Linked DNA regions of Zea mays: region 1 is linked to region 2. A link is a contact called in public Hi-C data. All regions are on one chromosome and are shown on one strand. The core of a region is the stretch at or near the end of the contact, and the rest is flanking DNA. Distances in the headings are between cores, read along the strand shown. Region 1 holds the start of LOC100191306. Region 2 overlaps LOC100277163.

Region 1 (5,257 bases), core at 1,081-3,580, 39 kb before region 2:
TGGTCAAATTTTCACATAGGTGACCACACTAAATCGTGTAATAGCTGCAGCGCTCTATTATTTGCGTTCAAACCATGTTTGTAAGAGTTCTTTTGGATGTTTTGCTATTCTGTATTTCAGAGAACATTATTATTGCACTGTCTGTTTTTAACACTATTATCTGTTTTCAGAATAACAAACTTTTGCTATTCTCTGTTTTCAGAATTGTTTGTGAAGTGAATGAAATAATAGTAAAATTGTTTGTCTAGAACTTTAGATATGGAGGAGTATCTACATGTCAGGACCTGTCAGGGCCCAAGGGGGCTGCGGTCAGGACCTGTCAGGGCCCAAGGGGAATGCGGCAAGGAGCAGCAGCAAGGAGCGCAGGTCAAAGGATAAGAAGAATAGTTGAGATTATCTAGGAAGGTTATCAGTTAGTAGTTTTTTGAGAGTTTTAAGAAGATAAGGATCTCTAGCTAGATAGGGGCGGCCAGACGGACTATTTATGTAATCAATGGATGAGAAATAAAGTAGGCAAGAATTAGAAGGGAGAAATCCTCCTCTTGCTCGGGCGTGGGCAGAGGCCCCCGGGTGGCGTTTCTGCCCATCGATCCCCCTCTCCAATCCCCTCTACGCATCTACTGTTCATTGGCGGGTACTGTTCACTCCGCCTCCACTAGCAGCTCCAATCCCTCACCGATCTAGCAACCATAACACTCCATGTATCGGAGTGCTTAACGCTTGTAGCATAAAATCAGGTCCAACATGGTATTGTGTTCTATGTTAGTAATAGATCTTGATTAGGATTATATAGTTAGTGGATCCAGATTGGGTATCACAAGCTTATGTCTAATTATACATGGGACTCATAAAGGACTGACATGATTTCTCTTTGCTGTTATTTTTATGAAATTGTATCCATCTTAATATATTTACCAGATGTTTGCATTACATTACTTCGCTCAAAAAATTATGTGCCTGTAGCAACTCACGGGCCAGTGCCTAGTTTCATATAGTATTTGTAAGACATCTTCAATTGATGATATTAAGATTAGGGAGCAGAAAGTCCTTGACCAGCTGATGGGAGCTCGCCTTCGATGCTGTCCACACACAGCTCTGAGGCCTAGTTAACTACTTTATGGTTCTCTCCAATGGGCTGCCCTACCTTCTAAATAGATCGGAACAAAATAGCTACATCCAAAAGATTTAAATAAAATTTAAAAATACAATTTTATACCTAATCAATTGCTCAAGAGCTAATCAGATGAAATAATCCCCTCAACGCATCACATATACTATGTATTTATCCATGAAAAAAGAGAATTGACTAGAACCTATCTATGGTCATGTAAGACTCAATAAATCTAAACATGTGACGCACTTCTTTTAGATTACTTCTTGTTCAAACTAGCATAGAAGACATAATTCCGAAGTTCAACAATTCACCAAATAACAATGAGATTTTATTAAACAAAATAAAGTATGGTTCTTTAGTAAATGCAACAGCGTGATGCCCTAAGATTTACATAGCTTGGCCCCTCCTACATTTGTCATCAAGCTCCGACACTGTTAATCAGGCAAACCCTGTTGATTGGTTATGTTACGAGATTAAGGAACCAAACTACCTAAGATTTGTTCATTGCATTTAGCAAACCTCCCCCTAATTTCAAACAAATAGAACAACAACAGATCACCAAATCACCGGGGAGGGAATTACCAAGCATTCGATTCTTAAGAGATCAAATCTCGTAATTCCACCTAAATTTACGGCGGACAAATATAAATAAATAAATAAAACTCGGAGTCAAAATGGAATCCTGAGGCGTCCTAACCTGAGCGTAGCTCTGGGGATCGAAACCGAATTGCTTCCCCGCCTCCTTTGTGGTCGCCTCCAGAGCAGCCTGCGTCGTCGATGCTACCGCGGCCTGCTGCAACGCCTCGCCGACGGTGCTGTAGCAGCCCACCAGGCCAGCCCCCGCCGAGCCTCCTCCCTCCGGGTGACTGTAGTGCTGGTAACCCGAATAGGGGTCGTACTGCGCGGCGGTGGACGACGCGGCGGCAGGGACGGGGTAGTAGTAGGATGACGAGGCGGCGGCCACGGCGGAGGAGTACGTGGGCGGGGCAGGTTGGTGATAGGCGCCGTAGGGATAAGAATAGCCAGCGTAATACGGGTAGTGGGCGTGTTCTGTGCCCGACGCCGGCGCTGCCGCGGGCGCCGCCGCGGGGGCGTTAGTGGCGGCTGCGGCGTAGTTCATCGCGGTGCGAATGCGGCCGTGAGAGGCACCAGGTTAGGGTGGACAAGAACGCGCTCAGATGGCGGTTAGGACGCACTTGTTGCGGGTGGGTGACATCTGAGCCATCTGAGCGCTGAGACCGCGGTTCCGGGTGGAATGCGGATGCACTTGGGGTCCATTCGATTATTCAGGAATCTACTCAAGCAAGGATTCCAACTAAAATAATTGTGTAATTTATAATATAACAAGTTATTTGGAATAATTTTTAGTCTTACTAGTCGGTTACTCGTGCGTTGCGACGGCTCACAATAATACTCACGGTTGATCCTTGTTCTCGAATGATATACATCAAGAACAAAGCAACACAATTGTTAACGATTAAAGACATTCGTCCTTCTACATATTATCTTCTTTCGGGTATAATGATCTCCAAACGAAGATTATGGAGGACATACCTTCATCATCTCAGTACAAATATAAACGAATGTATATGAAATATAAAAGAATATAAATAATGATGATATATCAATAAATCATTTATATTCACATTTCATAAATATTCACGTTATTTATTTTACATCGATACATTCGGCTTGCCATAAGATAAAAATGTGAGAATGACGTAAGAGCGATTAGAAACCATCGTGAACAGTACTGGGGTACTGTTCATCTATTTATAGGCACGGGACGCAGCCCGGACAAAATTATATCCATGTCCATGTTAACTAATTATAATAATAATACAAGCTATTAAGAACTATATAGTCTTTTTCTCTTTAAGTCGGTATCTTCTTTCGCCTTTATCACAATGCCAAGCCGAAGCTCTTTCAGTCGTAGCTTCGGCTTTTGTTCGCATCATCTTCGGCTTATAGGCATGTTTGGTTCGTTACCTCAATTACCACACTTTGCCTAACTTTTCTGTCTAAGGTTAGTTATTCAATTTGGACGACTAACCTTAGGCAAAGTATGGCACATTTAGCCACAAACCAAACATGCATTATATCTTTATGTTACACCTGCCTTTGTATTGTCTTGTCGAAGGTGTTTTTGCCCTGAGGACCTTTGGCGGAGGAGAAGACTCACAACAGTAGCCCCTTCGCGGTGCTAGATCGTTTTTCATAACGAGCTCGATTCGCGAAAACACGAAGGTTTCAGAATGTCGAAGGTCCGAAAAACACATTCCCTGAGCTTGTTGTCGAGAAACGATTATAATATTCTGGACGTCGGACGGTCCACCGGTCAGCCAGTGCGAGCAGCGTGGCGGTTCACCTTCTCCCCCTGCAGCACTATATAAACAGACGGGTTGGTGAGGAGTTACCACAGCATTCATTGCTATTGCACTGTTGTGCTGTTAAAAAAATCTAACCATAGTCGAAGTTCTCTATATTGCATTTTCGAGTAAACGCTTTGTCACTCGTGATTAGCTTCGTCTTAGAAGAAGCATAAACACAAATGGTTAGAGTTCGTTCCACCGCTAGGGTGTGTCGTGAGGGGGACGAGGCCGAAGCTACCGAAACAACACCAATATCAGAAGTAATGAAGCGATCAGGTCTAATTGTGCCAGGGGAAGCTGCTGACGAAGGTGCTTCCAATGCCGAAGTTGTACAAACTGTGGTTGAGGGTGAGAGTGATAATGAGAGCAAAGAGGATAACAGCATTCTGAACCCGGCGAAGCCCAGTCATCTTGAATTTGGAAATCCACTGTAACAGAAGATGACATGACTATGATGAAAAAACTGGGCTACTTCGGGGAGTCTGAGGGCAAGCTTGTTCGATTTGCTGGGGAGGAGATGACTCCAAAGCCGAGGGAGGACAAAGTTATTGTCTTTAAGAGCTTCTTCAGAGCAGGGCTTCGATTCCCCCTAAATGACATGATAGGGGAGGTTCTAAAGAACTTTGAAATATACCTTCATCAGTTGACCCCCAATGTTATTGTTAGACTTAGCGTCTTCATATGGGCTCTCCGAAGCCAAGGGATGGATGCTAATGCCGAAGCTTTCTACCGGGTACACGAGTTACATTACCAGACGAAAGCTAGAGCAGATGGCCTTCACAAGAACTTTGGTTGTTATAATTTTGCGTATCGGAAGGATACGAAGGCCCCGGTTATTGGCTATCACACCAAGTGGCCAACCGGGTGGACTAATGAATGGTTTTACATGAAAGCTGATGAGAAGAGAAGGGAAAAACTCATGAGTATGGCGATGAGTCCCTTGAAGCTGAACTTCGGCATGACCAGACCCTTGTGCAACATGCAGTTGGGGGCCCCTTGCCAATTGGCCGAAGTAGAATTTAGAGTGGTGGCTGGGCACATCAGTACTAGAGACTTAGTGCAAGAGTACTTATCAAACAGAACATATCCAACTTCGAGTGGTTGGGGAATGCCGAAGGGAAAGTGAAAGTCGCCTAGAGGGGGGGTGAATAGGGCGAAACTGAAATTCTCAAATCAACCACAACTACAAGCCGAGTTAGCGTTAGAAATATAATCGAGTCCGCGAGAGAGGGTGCAAAACAAATCGCAAGCAAATACGAGGTGTGACACACGGATTTGTTTTACCGAGGTTCGGTTCTCGCAAACCTACTCCCCGTTGAGGTGGTCACAAAGACCGGGTCTCTTTGAACCCTTTCCCTCTCTCAAACGGTCCCTCGGACCGAGTGAGCTTTCTCTTCTCAATCACTTGGAACACAAAGTTCCTACAAAGACCACCACAAGATTGGTGTCTCTTGCTTCAATTACAAGTGAGTTTGATCGCAATGAAGAATCAAGAAAGAAGAAAGCAATCCAAGCGCAAGAGCTCGAAAGAACACAAGCAAATCTCTCTCACTAGTCACTAAAGCTTTGTGTGGAATTTGGGAGAGGATTTGATCTCTTGAGTGTGTCTAGAATTTAATGCCTAGCTCTTGTAAGTGGTTGGAAGTGTGAAAACTTGGATGCAATGAATGGTGGGTGGTTGGGGGTATTTATAGCTCCAACCACCAAACTAGTCGTTTGGTGGGGCTGACTATCGTATGGTGCACCGGACAGTCCGGTGTACACCGGACAT
Region 2 (5,405 bases), core at 1,790-4,289:
CTTCGAAGATTTCAGAACAGCGTCCAAAACATTGGCCATTCTTCTCCATTTCTTAAGAGTTGCTGCTGGAGCAGCTGCTAGCTTTGACAACCCCGTCATGGTTGAGAGATCACGGATGGAGACGGGGAAGCGGCGACATGGGGAGGAAGAGGGCGGGGGCGAGGACCCGCGGCGGGCATCGTGTTGGAGTTTCTCGACGGGGATCACGGACGGAGACGGGGAAGCGACTACATTCTCGGGAAGGAGAGGCGACTGGCGCGCTGGAGACAGATGGGGATGGGGGTCACAGATGTTGCCTCCTCTCCGCTCGCGATACACGGGCCGAACGGGAGGGATGACAACGCGGATTCCTCGATCCCCTTCCATGGAGAGCGGATTCATCGATCCCCTTCCATGCACGCGCGTCAGGTCCCGACTCCTGCTACTCTGGGGCTCCGCGTTGCGTAGGCAAGAACATGACCAATCAAATTCGAAAGAAGGAGAAGAACCTCGATGGTGTTGGGGAAGGGAGCGCAACGACGTGGCCCAGGAGAAATTCGGTGTCGGCGGCGAGTCGTGCGGCCGTCGCGTCGAGGGCGGCGTGCGTGAGCTCCAGCCTGCCCAGTACGACAACTGCGCGGCGGGTCGAGAAGGCGGCGACCGCCTCCTTGAGCAGCGCCGTCAGCGTGGTGGCATCCATCGTCGCCATGGCCATGAGGGGAATCGAGGTGAGTAGAGCGGAGATGGGTTGTTGCGTGGGGGCCTTCCATAGATGGAGCGAGGAGGAGGAGGTGGCGGAATCGGCGGATGCGGACGCGCAGTGAGGGAGAGAGGAGGAGGAGGTGGTGGCGGAATCGGTGGATGCAGATGCGAGATCTCGGGCACAGGGGAACGGACGCGTGGGTGGAGGGCGGGGGCACGGAGTTCACAGATCTACGATCCATTTCTCTTCCCACTGATTGGAGTTTGGTTGGGGCCACTGGGGATCTCGTGCTTGCCATCTTGGAGCCCCTGCGCCGCAGAGTACCACCTCCCGCGTGGCATGGGCTAGGGGAGCCACAACGTCGTCGCGACAGGAGGCCACGGGAGGGCATGGTGCTCTGTGGTGTGCCATGGCGAGCGGGGGAGGAGGATTCAGCGACGACTTTGGGGAGGATGAAGCCGCGGGGGTGGGGGATTCAAGCGACGACTTTGGGACAACGGCTATTGCGCTGAGGCATGGAGGCGATGGTAGTGGCACGGCGATCTCCCCCGCCTAAGCCGCGGGAGATGGGGGAGTGGGGTCGTTGGGCGGGGAAGCCGGGCGGGGGCATGACGTTGTGGATGCTGGGGGAGAGGGGGTGCAGCTATCATGGTGTCGGGGGCAGTGGCTCAGGAATGGAGGGCGGGGGCAGGCCGAGTGTGGCCCGGGAATGGCGGGCGGGAGGGAGGGCAGAGCTGTGGTGAGTGCGTGTACGCCCTCCTTACCCTCTTAAGGATTATTAGAGATATATATACACACACACTCTATCTTATTTACCTTATACATTAGTCTTGTCTTAGGAGTAGTTTTAGCCCTAATTGTAGTTTTCCAATCTCCAATCTTCGCCTCTTTGACTCTTTGTCGTCTAGGGGGCTTTGGATGGTCTGTCGACGGAAAAGCAATCCCAAGATCTTTCCTCTCTGACAGGGTCCCTCCTAGGAGGAGAGATCTTGGTTCACTCGAAGTTCTTTGTGCCATCACAAACGGATCGTTGCCTACGTGTGGACGGTCCACGCGCCTGCAGAGGAGAAGTGGAGCTCTCTGTGTAGTCATGGACGATCTAGCTATCTATTGTGGACGGTCTGTGCTCCCGCAAAGAGAACCCAAAGGTCCTGCACGCCGCACGCAGGCCGTATGGTTCATTTAGTGTTTGGCTCAAACAGATGGCAACAATAATTTTTTGACTTTTACATGGACCACTAGAGCTTGATTGGTTATTACCCAATCGGTTGAACACTGAATGTTGAGGATTACAACTTAGTGTTGGGGCCTACTTTGTTGAAGGTCCTCAAAGCACGTCACCTTTGGATTGAAAAAAAATGTGTTTCAAGTACAACCCGAAGAGGCAGCGAAGCAAACCTTCGTCAGGAGCGACTTACAAACTACAAAAAAGAAATTGTGAAGCTTTTCATGGACATTGATACTGCAAAGGCGTGAGTCGAAGTCAACTGCTTAGTCATCGATGGCTTTGATCTACGAAGCAAAGAAGAGGAGGAACCATAAGTCTTGATCAGCAAGAAAGAAGGAGAAAAGACGATATTGCCCATGTATTACTTGTAAATCATATATGTAAACTTTATGGGCATATTTGTAATTCTGTACGAAGTTGTACCTCTCTCCTATAAATAGGGGAACAGTGCCATGCATAAATTCACGTTGGAGATAGCCTAGAGCTTCGTCTAGCTCAGCCTTCAAAACTACCTTCGAGTTATCGTTTGTGTGAAGCCGAAGGTATGCTTGTAATTGTTGGATACAAAGCAAGGAATGAAATAATATGTGAAGTGTGTACATCTAGATGAGTGATATATCTACTCTTCTTGATTTTTACACTATCTTCATCTCTTTGTTGTCACGTTTATTCATCTTCTCCTTTTGACTAACCTTCGGAGAAGAGTTAGGCAAAAAAAAAGAGAAACTCCTAATTTCTTATATTTTTTTATATTTCCTAGGAATAAAAAACAATTGATCAACACTTAGTATGCCCTCCCAACTTTTATTGATGATATACCGGTGTCACTAAAGAATATGACACCCAAACTTTATAGACCCTATTGGTTGTGTAGGTGGTGAAACCTAACACGTATGGGTGGAGCAACTTTTTGCTGTAATAGGGCAACCACAATCTGTTTGTAGTCATTATCTTACATGTAAATTGCGATTTCTTTCTTTGGTTTTTAATAGTTGATTCTTAGAATCGGCTTTTTTTGCTTGAGATGTGGCAAGGCAAAGACAAAGACGTCTTTGTGCTCAAGGGCCCGTCGCCAGGCTGGTGGTAAGACTTGTGCATGTGCCACGGCGCCTAGAGGTCTATCTCCATGAGTCCATGACCATCGACCCATCATCTCGGTGCGCAAAAGAGAGAGGCCCAGAAGCCCATGGCAGGCATGTCAGCGTGTCCATGGAAAAGATAGCGGAGGTGTCAATCATCCAATCGGTGCAGAAGCCGACACATAAGCAGCAGCCATCAGTGTTGCTTCCAGGTCAGTTCACCGTCGACGGGACAAAGGAGCGAGAAAGGTAAAATTGTATTTTTTCCCCCCACGGGCCAAGGCGCATAACAGCACATTCACGGTGTATAGACAGAAGTGGCACTAGGAATGCAAAATTTGAAGCTGACTCATGTAGGATTACAACTTTTCTAGTGGTATGGTATATACGGAATTGAGGACCTTCTCCAGCAGCTCCTAAGGAATTTGCCTCCTAAGGTAGAAATCATGGTTGCGTAGAAGTTCGAAGTTACCACATCATGTAGGCTACAGATCACAACACAACATTTAAACTTCAGTTTCTCATTTCTATACCCCTCGGCAAAGGCTGTTGCAGCTCACATCCTTACAGTGGCCTTACTAAACAGGTCCAACCAACTGAAGCTAAACCAGCCATGGGAGTTGAACCACCCGAAGTAGTTATTTTCAAGCCCAATTATTGGAATGGGCCAATTCATTGATAACGTTGCCATCAATCAATATGTAACAACAAAAAAATCAACAGAATGTTTACGAGCAGATATCATGAATGAGCACAGGCTGCAGATCAACTGCATCCATTTCCCAAGATTATGACTTGTGAGAAAGAACTCAAGTTCCTCTGTTGAATGGAATCAACTGCGCTACAAAAGGTTGTATTCTGACAGGTGAGGGTCGAAACCAATTTATTCGAATTATACATTTTAAGAGGCACCTTTGTCTGGTAACTCACATGCAGCCATGCGATTCGTTGGCTTCACCTGCCCGAGCACCTCGGCTACTGTTCTGCAGCGACATTGCTTCCCTGGACGAATGACGTCCCCGTACACAGCCATCTCAATTATATCTAGCTCCTTATCTGTTCAGAGATTGAGTAGTAATACAATTACAAATCAGACTGCATATACAAGAACACTTCATCACATATAAATCGAAGCTTCGGATTGAGTGCCCAATATGGTATATAACAGTTGGCGATACAAACTAAACAAGGAGTTGAGATCAGTCCAATGATCCAATTTGTTGGACCAATGAATTTGTTCCAGTCAGTGGAGCAGATACTGGCACACAAACTTTAGAAGAAAAAAAAAAGATTCCTCGATAGAAACTGTCTTACATCAATGCTCAGTCTATCCGTGAAATACATCAGCATGCTTATGGCCACAATGAAGCATAAACAAGATCCTAATTATCGACATCTAAATCGAATAGAAAGTACTAATGGCACTGAAATACAAAAAAAAACAATCTAAATTATGACATTCAACTTGGGTACATACACTGTCCTCTCTCAAAGTCGCACCTTATAATGAGATAACAAATATGAAGACAGGACAAGGCCCAAACAGAACTGGAAAACTACATACATAGATTAACTACCAGGTAAACAAACAAAGCTGTGGATGGTAATATATGTATATCATATCTGACAATTTCCTTTTAAATATCTCTAAATCACCTAACCAGTAATGAGATCCCTTATCTGTAAAAAGGGAGCTTCTGTAGTTCCAGGTAAAGAAAAATAAAAAGTAAGGCATCATGTGAACTTAAACAGAAATACTACCATTTAGCACGGCTAACACGTTTTCAAATATTAAATATTTGAATTCAATGTTTCTACCCTGCCTCTATTATAATCTTTTCTTCTACCATAGTACCATGTTCAAACTATATGCCATATATTTCTCTGCCATCGACAGATTTAAATGTAAAACATAACTATAAACTAATATGCAATTTATTGCCAATGCCAAGAAGATATGCTAATGCTAGTACTCAAATTATTGTTGTTTCTAGTCGTGCTCAATAGCAAGCCAATATTTCAAGACCACGGTTGAAACAAAAAAGTTATTCGCTCACCAGTAAACATAATATCGCAGGAAAAACCCTGCATCTCTGCTTGCGCTACCCATGCTTTATCAGATTTGGAACGGTTCACCCTAGTCTGGAGGATCTGGCAGTTCTCAACAGTGGATTCTCCTCCTAAAACAAATTATCAAACCACAATGCTGATCACTGTTTGATGATGCTGCAGCAGTAAGGTGCTGAGCAGTATTCATGTGAGACCATCTGCACAATATTAGATGAAAATTATACATAAAAATAGCTATTTAGTCACTGCAGCCTGGATAGAAACCTGGCCCACGAAGAGGTGCACGGTTGAGCCCAATGGGGATTGTAACCTAGCCAATCCCAGAATTTTCCTCACCCTGGCCCGG

The links. A called contact is a pair of places that touch in the nucleus more often than the background predicts.
Region 1: a Hi-C map of leaf shows a contact between it and region 2, with 2.6 times the contacts expected there. The contact joins the promoter of LOC100191306 here to the enhancer-like site in region 2. A contact is called at or near these places in 5 of 25 Hi-C or Micro-C datasets (ear, endosperm and leaf).

The regions. Positions count from the first base shown.
Region 1 is chr5:40,663,054-40,668,310 of Zm-B73-REFERENCE-NAM-5.0, reverse strand. It overlaps LOC100191306, which reads right to left and starts at 2,330. Exons shown (of 2, transcript NM_001136740.1): 1 at 1,812-2,330. The coding sequence starts at 2,234.
Region 2 is chr5:40,624,970-40,630,374 of Zm-B73-REFERENCE-NAM-5.0, reverse strand. It overlaps LOC100277163, which reads right to left. Exons shown (of 3, transcript NM_001407176.1): 2 at 5,047-5,169; 3 at 3,631-4,045. The coding sequence ends at 3,891. Among protein-coding and RNA genes, the nearest start is that of LOC100277163, 8.4 kb to the right of the region's middle. Within about 2 kb of position 3,039, at least 17 of the 20 cell types and tissues checked have an H3K27ac peak or open chromatin away from gene starts, as enhancers often do. A contact at or near this core is called in ear and leaf, where this site is marked.